Regions from separate parts of the Nothobranchius furzeri genome. Here region 2 is linked to region 1. The links are chromatin contacts, called in public Hi-C maps. All regions are on one chromosome and are shown on one strand. Each heading gives the region's core, a stretch centred on a gene start, on an enhancer-like site or on the middle of the called end of the contact. The rest is flanking DNA. Distances are from core to core; before and after follow the strand shown. Region 1 holds the start of ece2a (endothelin converting enzyme 2a). Region 2 holds the start of camk2n1a (calcium/calmodulin-dependent protein kinase II inhibitor 1a).

What was found. A called contact is a pair of places that touch in the nucleus more often than the background predicts.
Region 2: a Hi-C map of skeletal muscle shows a contact between it and region 1, with 13 times the contacts expected there. The contact joins the promoter of camk2n1a here to the promoter of ece2a in region 1. A contact is called at or near these places in 2 of 2 Hi-C or Micro-C datasets (skeletal muscle and tail fin).

What each region holds. Positions count from the first base shown.
Region 1 is chr11:55,963,370-55,967,024 of NfurGRZ-RIMD1, forward strand. ece2a (endothelin converting enzyme 2a) reads left to right here and starts at 1,701. Exons shown (of 4, transcript XM_070541713.1): 1 at 1,701-3,214. It overlaps map6d1 (MAP6 domain containing 1), which reads right to left and starts at 753. Exons shown (of 4, transcript XM_015957081.3): 1 at 611-753; 2 at 32-524. The coding sequence starts at 620.
Region 2 is chr11:56,130,375-56,134,154 of NfurGRZ-RIMD1, forward strand. camk2n1a (calcium/calmodulin-dependent protein kinase II inhibitor 1a) reads right to left here and starts at 2,466. Exons shown (of 2, transcript XM_015977157.3): 1 at 2,017-2,466; 2 at 1-1,616. The coding sequence starts at 2,185. The coding sequence ends at 1,546.

The DNA of each region.
Region 1 (3,655 bases), core at 451-2,950:
CTCCAGGTGCTTAAACAGATAAAAGACCTACCTGTAGGAGCTGGTTTTGCTGTCCTCCATCACCCATCTCTGCCCCGAACCCCTGTCCTCTCTGTCCCCGGGGCCGTCCGGAACACCTTCAGTCCTACTCCCCCCGTTACTGATCCAGGGGAAGTTGTCCTTCCTGGGGATGGGCCAAGGTTTGAAATCCTGCTTGTACTGGGTAACGCTGGGGAAGGGCACCCCAGGTGGGTGGTAGTCCTCCCGGGGCTTGTAGCTGGGCTCCTTCCGTGCCCTGAAAGATCCGCGGGTCCCATCAGAGGGCGCCTGTGGGGAGCCTTTACGCGGGATGGTGTAGTTATTCCCGGGCGCGCTCTCCGACTCGCTGATCTGCTTGGTGACGGAGCGCACCTCCTGCTCGGCAATGTCCGAGTAGTTGTGGATAGTCAGCGGGACGGACAGGTCCGACTTGTCGAACTGGTTCCAGAAGCGAGCCAAGCAGCACACTCTGCTGATGCACGGCCAAGCCATTACTCCCTCTGGAGCTGTCAAACAAAAGGGGAGGGAGGAGTAAACCGAACTAAAAGAAACGAAAAGAAGAAGAAATGAGGGAAGGAGGATCAGAGGTTACATTCATGCATCTCTGCCTAATGTGCGTCTGTTTCTGGGGACGTCCAGGAGTCCATGTCAGCAGCTGAGATGAGCCGGGCTGTCTGAGGCGTCCTCTCACGTGGTCTGGTGCTGCTTCTTCTCTGTGAAGAGGAATCCGAGTCCAATTATTCTCCGCATCTTCAGACCGGGTCTAGGAATCCGCGTCTGGACTCAGGACCTGAGAGCATCGGAGCGTTTTACAAGCTCCAGTTCAGGATGTTTAGGTCAGCTTTTTCCAAATTTGCAAACCATTTAAAATACTGTAACCCCACTTTCATTAGATGGGTTATGTAACTGTGATGCAGCGCTCTACATCGGGCTGGAGGGACACGCTTTACTCTAAAACACAGACGAGCTGAGAAATAAATAAAAGGGTTACTATAAAAACTTAGGTCACATCAACAAAAGATGTTGTCATCTGTAGCCGTAATTATTCTATCCATCCAGAGTATTATTTTTCCTCAAAATTAGGTTATGTTGCATCATTCTATCTGTTCTGGTAAAAGGAGCCCATATAATTCATATTTTTGTCTCATTTGAACAGTTTTGTGTCTGTTTCTTGGCTGTAAGTGCAGAAAAGGCGGTAAAAAACGTTTTTAAAGACATTTCAGGAGACATTTTATGTCCACCTAAGACAAACCTGCAGGAAAGAGGATCAAAGTCACATGACTTGGACAATTTTGACTTTAGAATCGATTTGAAGACATCACAAAATAGAACACATCACACATAGAAAACAAGCAATAAATAATAAGCTACAAAAAGCGGGATGATGTGCAGGAGCTTGTCAGAAAGTTTCCAGATCAAAATGACTAACTGTAAAGAGGAAAGCGAAACACTACCACCTACTGGACATTTACGGTACTGCTACACCACGGAAAAGGGGGGGGGGGGGATATCAAATGAGCTATGTGCCAACTTCTGCAGTTTGGAGTGAGACTTTATTTTAATCCTCTCTCTCTCTCTCTCTCTCTCTCTCTCTCTCTCTCTCTCTCTCTCTCTCTCTCTCTCTCTCTCTCTCTCTCTCTCTCTCTCTCTCTCTGTGTGTGTTTTAGTTTAGTTTTTCTGAGGCAAAATGGATGCTGCAATCAGTGGATGCAGCGGTGGATCAGTGGTTTTTGCTGGTGGTCTGTCAAGTCCATTCAACTTCATTGATATAGCACTTAACAGCAGCATAGAAGCTGCAAAGTGCTTAACAAACAAAACAAGTAAAACACTAAAACAACAGAACAACGGGGGAGGGGCATGTGTGTTGCTGCAGCATTGCCAATGCCGCTCGAAGCCCACCCATTGGCCCTAAAGCATGCTGGCTGTTCTGGGATTCTCCAGAACTCACATATGGGCAGTCCAAATAGATGTTCCACATGCTAGCCACTTGATTGTGGCGTTTCATGTTCAATGGGACAAAAAAGTATTTAGTCAGCCACCATTAGTACAAGTTCTCCCACTTAAAAGACGAGAGGTCTGTAATTTTCATCGGTATTCTTCAGCTATTAGACAAAATGAGGGGAAAAATCCAAAAAATCACATTTGTCTGATTTTTTAAAGAACTTATTTGCCAAAATTATGGTGGAAAGTAAGTATTTGGTCAATAACAAAAGTCCATCTCAATACTCTGTTCCTTTTGTTGGCAATGACAGGGGTCAAAGGTTTTCTGTAAGTCTTCACAAGGTTTTCACACACTGCTGCTGGTATTTTGGCCCATTCATCCATGCGGATCTCCTCTTGAGCAATGATGTTTTGCAGCTGTTTGCTGGGCAACACGAACTTTCAACTCCCTCCATAGATTTTCTGTGGGGTTGAGATCTGGAGACTGCCCACTGTGCAAAGATCTAGTTTGGACGTCCCACAGACGTGGTCTGGACCGACAGACTCAATATAGACATGATCTGCACGTCCATGCGACGTTGACTGTTTGCAGGGTAGCTAAGCCACTCTAGGAGGACCTTAATGCATCTATGACGCCACACTTTCGTTACCCTTTCGATGTTTGGGATCATTGTCATGCTGAACGACGTAGCCATGTTTTATATTCAAGGCCCTTGCTGATGCTGGTTTTCACTACAAAAAATAAGATAATAAATAAACACACACACACACACACACACACACACACACACACACACACACACACACACACACACACACACACACACACACACACACACACACACACACACACACACACACCAACAAAAGCATAACTCGGTTAAGGTTTTAAATCTGTTCAGTTTAAAACGTAAATTCCTCAAATGAAACAAGGAGATTTTACGTGTTTTCAGGAAGTATTTGAACGCACCAATACTGTAGCACTCCCACATGTTGCTCCGCCTTCAAAAACATTCACGCTTTGAGAAACACAGATAAAAACTGTGCCAGTATTAAAATAGATAATTAAATCAGAGTTAATCTGGTTTCTTTAAGTTTTTGTAAGTACGTTTTAGCAGGAAGTTAGCTCGGGACTGCCTGGAGACGTTTGGTGGTGTTAGTTTCAACACCATCGTTCAACACGTGTTTTCAGTCGGAATAGTTTTATTTTTTACAACATAATAAGTGAAGCTTCAGAGGAGATTGTGACCAACAAGTGAGTAATGTACAAGGAATTTACTTTATAAGCGCAACATTACGAATTTAACGAGCTGCAGTTTGAATTTACAGGGCAAGTTTCCTGTGAAGATTCTGGTTGTACGCATGCGCTGATGCGTTACTCGAGTGGCGTTCAGGAGCACCAACAAAATCGAAAAAATCCCACTTTGTAATAATTTGTCTTATTCCAATTTCCAGTACTTTATACATCTGTCACTCACAAATTAATTAGGGATTAATGAAAGAAAGAAATAACTCACCTGCTAGAAGCAGAGCTAACACAAAGGAAGCTGTAAAAAGCAAATATAAGATTTAAAGAATATTAAAAACTAATAAAAGTACATAGTTCTTGTAAAAAATTTAATCTGAGAATTTTCTGGTTCTGTCTTAATGCATTAATGATCTGTGTTGATAAATCAAAATTTCATTCACTAGATTT
Region 2 (3,780 bases), core at 1,216-3,715, 170 kb after region 1:
AAACAAGAAAGAACAATAATGTCCAAAATAGGTCAAATAACAACATGTTATTTGAGGATACTCGTAAACAGTGCAATATACTCTAAAACTGCCATTTTCTAACAAATTCATCAATGAAGCTTAACTCACAGTAAACGATTTCTTAATAATAGTTTAACATTGATGTGTGCAAAAAACAAACTCCGACACATTCATTTAGTCTTAAAAACGTCTGAGCTGTGATATAGAACGAGACCAGTCCAGAAAAATTCTTTGATTCACCAGTATTAAACCCAGTCTCAGTCATTATATCCTCTCTGAAGTACAAATATCTGTGTTGATGAACTGTAAGATGATAGACTAGCATATAATTTAAATAACAAATATTTAGATATAAAAATACAAATAGGACTTTTTGTTAAAAAGAAGCGTGCCAGGGTAACAGTGGTGGCACCTGCGTTGGCACCAGGAGGGAGAGTTCATGCAAATAGATGGGGCAGAAATAATTCTGATTCCATACAGAACAGAAAAAGCACACAAAATATCTAAAATTAAACAACTCTAAATCATTTTAGATCATATTTTATCCCATCTATTTCATATTTAAAACATTTAATCTCCACTCTGTTGTTGGCCTCTGCAGATATCTGTTTGGAAAATAAGAAATAAATATAATAAAATAAAGATATGTGCAGGCAACTTAGCTACAAGAAGGTGCCAACCTGCACCATAACCACTGATGGGTAGGTAATATAAGGAATATAGCCTGTATCTCTGTTATATCTGTTTGTTTTGATGCTCAAAATGTTGTTGTTTTTTCACTACAGAAGATATCAACATTGCACCATCCTCGGATATATGTTTTTATACAAAGAGTGTCCTCGAGTAGAGTTTGGTTGGTCTGTTTCTGAAATAAAGCATTTAGCTGCAACAGGAATGCGTTGGACCAGTGCTGAAAGGACAGCTCCCTCTAAATGCACCGTCGCTGACCGAATCAACAAAGCAAAGCCTAAGAGGAGTGGGGGAGGAGGGGGGAGAACTTACAGCTTACCTACTGTACAACTTATTGAAATAGGGCTGCTTTGCCCTCTAGTTGCAGTGTTTGGTTGCTTACAGCGCGTTTTTTCTTTCATGTTTTTGTTATGAAAGAAACAGAAAGAGGCGGTGGGTGATGAAATGACAAGTTCATCCTTCATCTAAATCAGCAGAGGTTGAGATACAGAGCGGAGTCCGCCATCTAAACATCCTGCTGCGCACCAGTGGTTAAAAATCGGGATTCGCTTTTTGGAGAATTGCCAGCAATCCCACGACAAATCTTGGTCTTTTTCACCCAGAGTCTGTCATTATTCCTTCACCTCTCTCCTCTTCCTCACATATTTCCCCCTATCTGTTTTTATTTTTGAAAAATAAAAAAAGCCCAGTCCATTAGCCTCTTCTCTTTTCGCCGTCCTTCTCATCGCTTCCGAGCTGCCGTTTTTTCTCCCGCAATCCTCGAACATGCACAGCCGACAAGTGCTTCAAATCGGTGATCGGAAATTAAAAAAGTCTGCAAGGCAACGATGACGTTTAAACGCCGGGTGAGGACTTGTCTGTCATCCCCTTCAGGACCTCGTCTATTCGATCGTCCTCGATGACCACTGTGGAGATGGGAGAAGAGAGTGAGATGCGATCAACCGGCTCAGATCCACCATGACATCAACATTTATTTGATCCATTAAGGGGGAAGGCATATGGCGCGGAAAACATACACTTATTGCGGCTGCAGGTGAATAAATATAAAATAAAAGGTTTTATTTTTTTATTTTTTGCAAATCCCCACTGCGCAGAAAGGCGCACCTGGTGAAATCTAAACCAAGCTTTTAAAATATAACCTGTTTAAGTATGTGCGGTATTTACATGGGGCGCGTCATTGCAGGAATAGTATCTCTTGCATAAATAATGCCTACGTTTCAAGATGAGTGTAAATACAAAGTTAATCTTCATCCATATTCTGTATCCCATGAATTATCATCACTACCATTCACACTGATCCCTTACCTCGCTTGGCTCTGCCGATCTGTCCAAGCTTTGGGGGTCTTTTCGCCTGCGACGCAGCGAAAAAGGCGTTTGTGTCCTGCAGTCCACAACTAAAGGACATCTGACTAACCTCACTGTCCGCCCCGTAGCCGTTCATTTTGCCCTCGTTGTATGGCAGCACCTCGGACATTGTGGCACCAAAACACAAGAGAAAAATCACCGAGGTTAGATTTAAAAGTCTTCCTCGCAGGAGCAGTAGGTCCTCCTTTTGATGCGTGTGCAGCTTGCGCGTCTCCTGCTGGGATCTTCTCAGTCTATGTTAGGTCTCTGGGTGAGCGGCAGATGAAGTCAGTGTGTGTGTGTGTGTGTGTGTGAGTGTGTGCACAACGCGAAAGAGAGATCCGTGCACTTGTGTTGCTAGCTGAAGTCTGGCGAGGGAAGTGGGAGATCCCGGGATCATACTGGAAACCCAGGCAGAGCGGTGAAGTCATCCATCCGGGTGTGAAGCGCGAGAGTGCGCGCGCGCCAGGAACCTCTGAATGATGGAGGAGCAAGAGAGCCACCAACAGGGGAGAAATGAAACTGCCGCGGCAAATTCATGGCCCTTGCATCTTCATACATAACAGTGTAATCCATCTGAGTATTCTATCAATCATACTGCATGCAGTTTGGATCCTATCTCTGTCAGATACAGTACATTTCCTGCAATTTCATGTTGTTGGTGCATTTATTTGGATGTTTTTTTTTTTCAATAAAGTAATCTTTAAGAGACGGGAATGTACGTAAAGCTTGCAGAGAAACACTTATCTGCAATAAATGCAATAAATCCAGTGGCAGCTGGTGAGGAAAATGTCTTGGTGGGGCTGGAAAATGGAAAGATTTGGAAAATGACTACAATTTCAATACAATTGTTTATTTACAGTGTTGGGCAAGTTACTTCAAAACTGTAATGCATTATTTATTACTTGTTACCCTCATTTTAAAGTAATTCATTATATTACAATATTACTGATTATAAAATGTAAGGTATTACACTACATTTGCATTACTTTAAGTTACTTTCACCAGTACAACTTCAACATGAATCTGGTAATGTGACGCTCAGTGAGCTCATGACATATATGTGGAACGTGATATGGTGTCTGAGCTAGGGTTGCTGTCAAAAACAGTCAGATATAATAACAGTGCTTTAAAATGATTGTTTATTAAATAAAAGCAACAACAATCTGTACTCTCAGCACGCTGCCATCTTATATTAACTGAGCAGGGAGTGAGGTGGTGGGGGGCTCCAAGCCTATATTTGCCTTGGTCCCCAAATGCCTTGATACGGCCCTGGATGTGGGACTGACTTCTGAGGTGATCTGATTCTATCACATGTATAAATATTAAATGCTTATATATTATTGATTTTCACTGGTAAAAATGTGTATTGGGGATAAATCTACCTACTTTTTTTTCCTTTTCAAGCACTTTGTTTTGTTTTCTTGATTTTATTTGAATCATTTCCGGCCCTTTCTCTCTCTAACCTTCCTGCATGTTGCATGTTTTCTCCGTCTTCCAGAAAAACTGTTTCCTAGATTTCCTACTTTCTAACTAATCTGCCAAAGGGATCTACCGAACACAAAACACAAAATAAAAGCTTAATATGCGCTGCGCTCCAACAGCAATGAGTTGAAATCACCGGGGCACAGATTATGAACTCAGCTGAAAAGTACATGAAGTACCAGAGAATATGGGCTGATTTAAACGATCGCAAACGAATGACTTTGTTTTGGTGGAGCAATT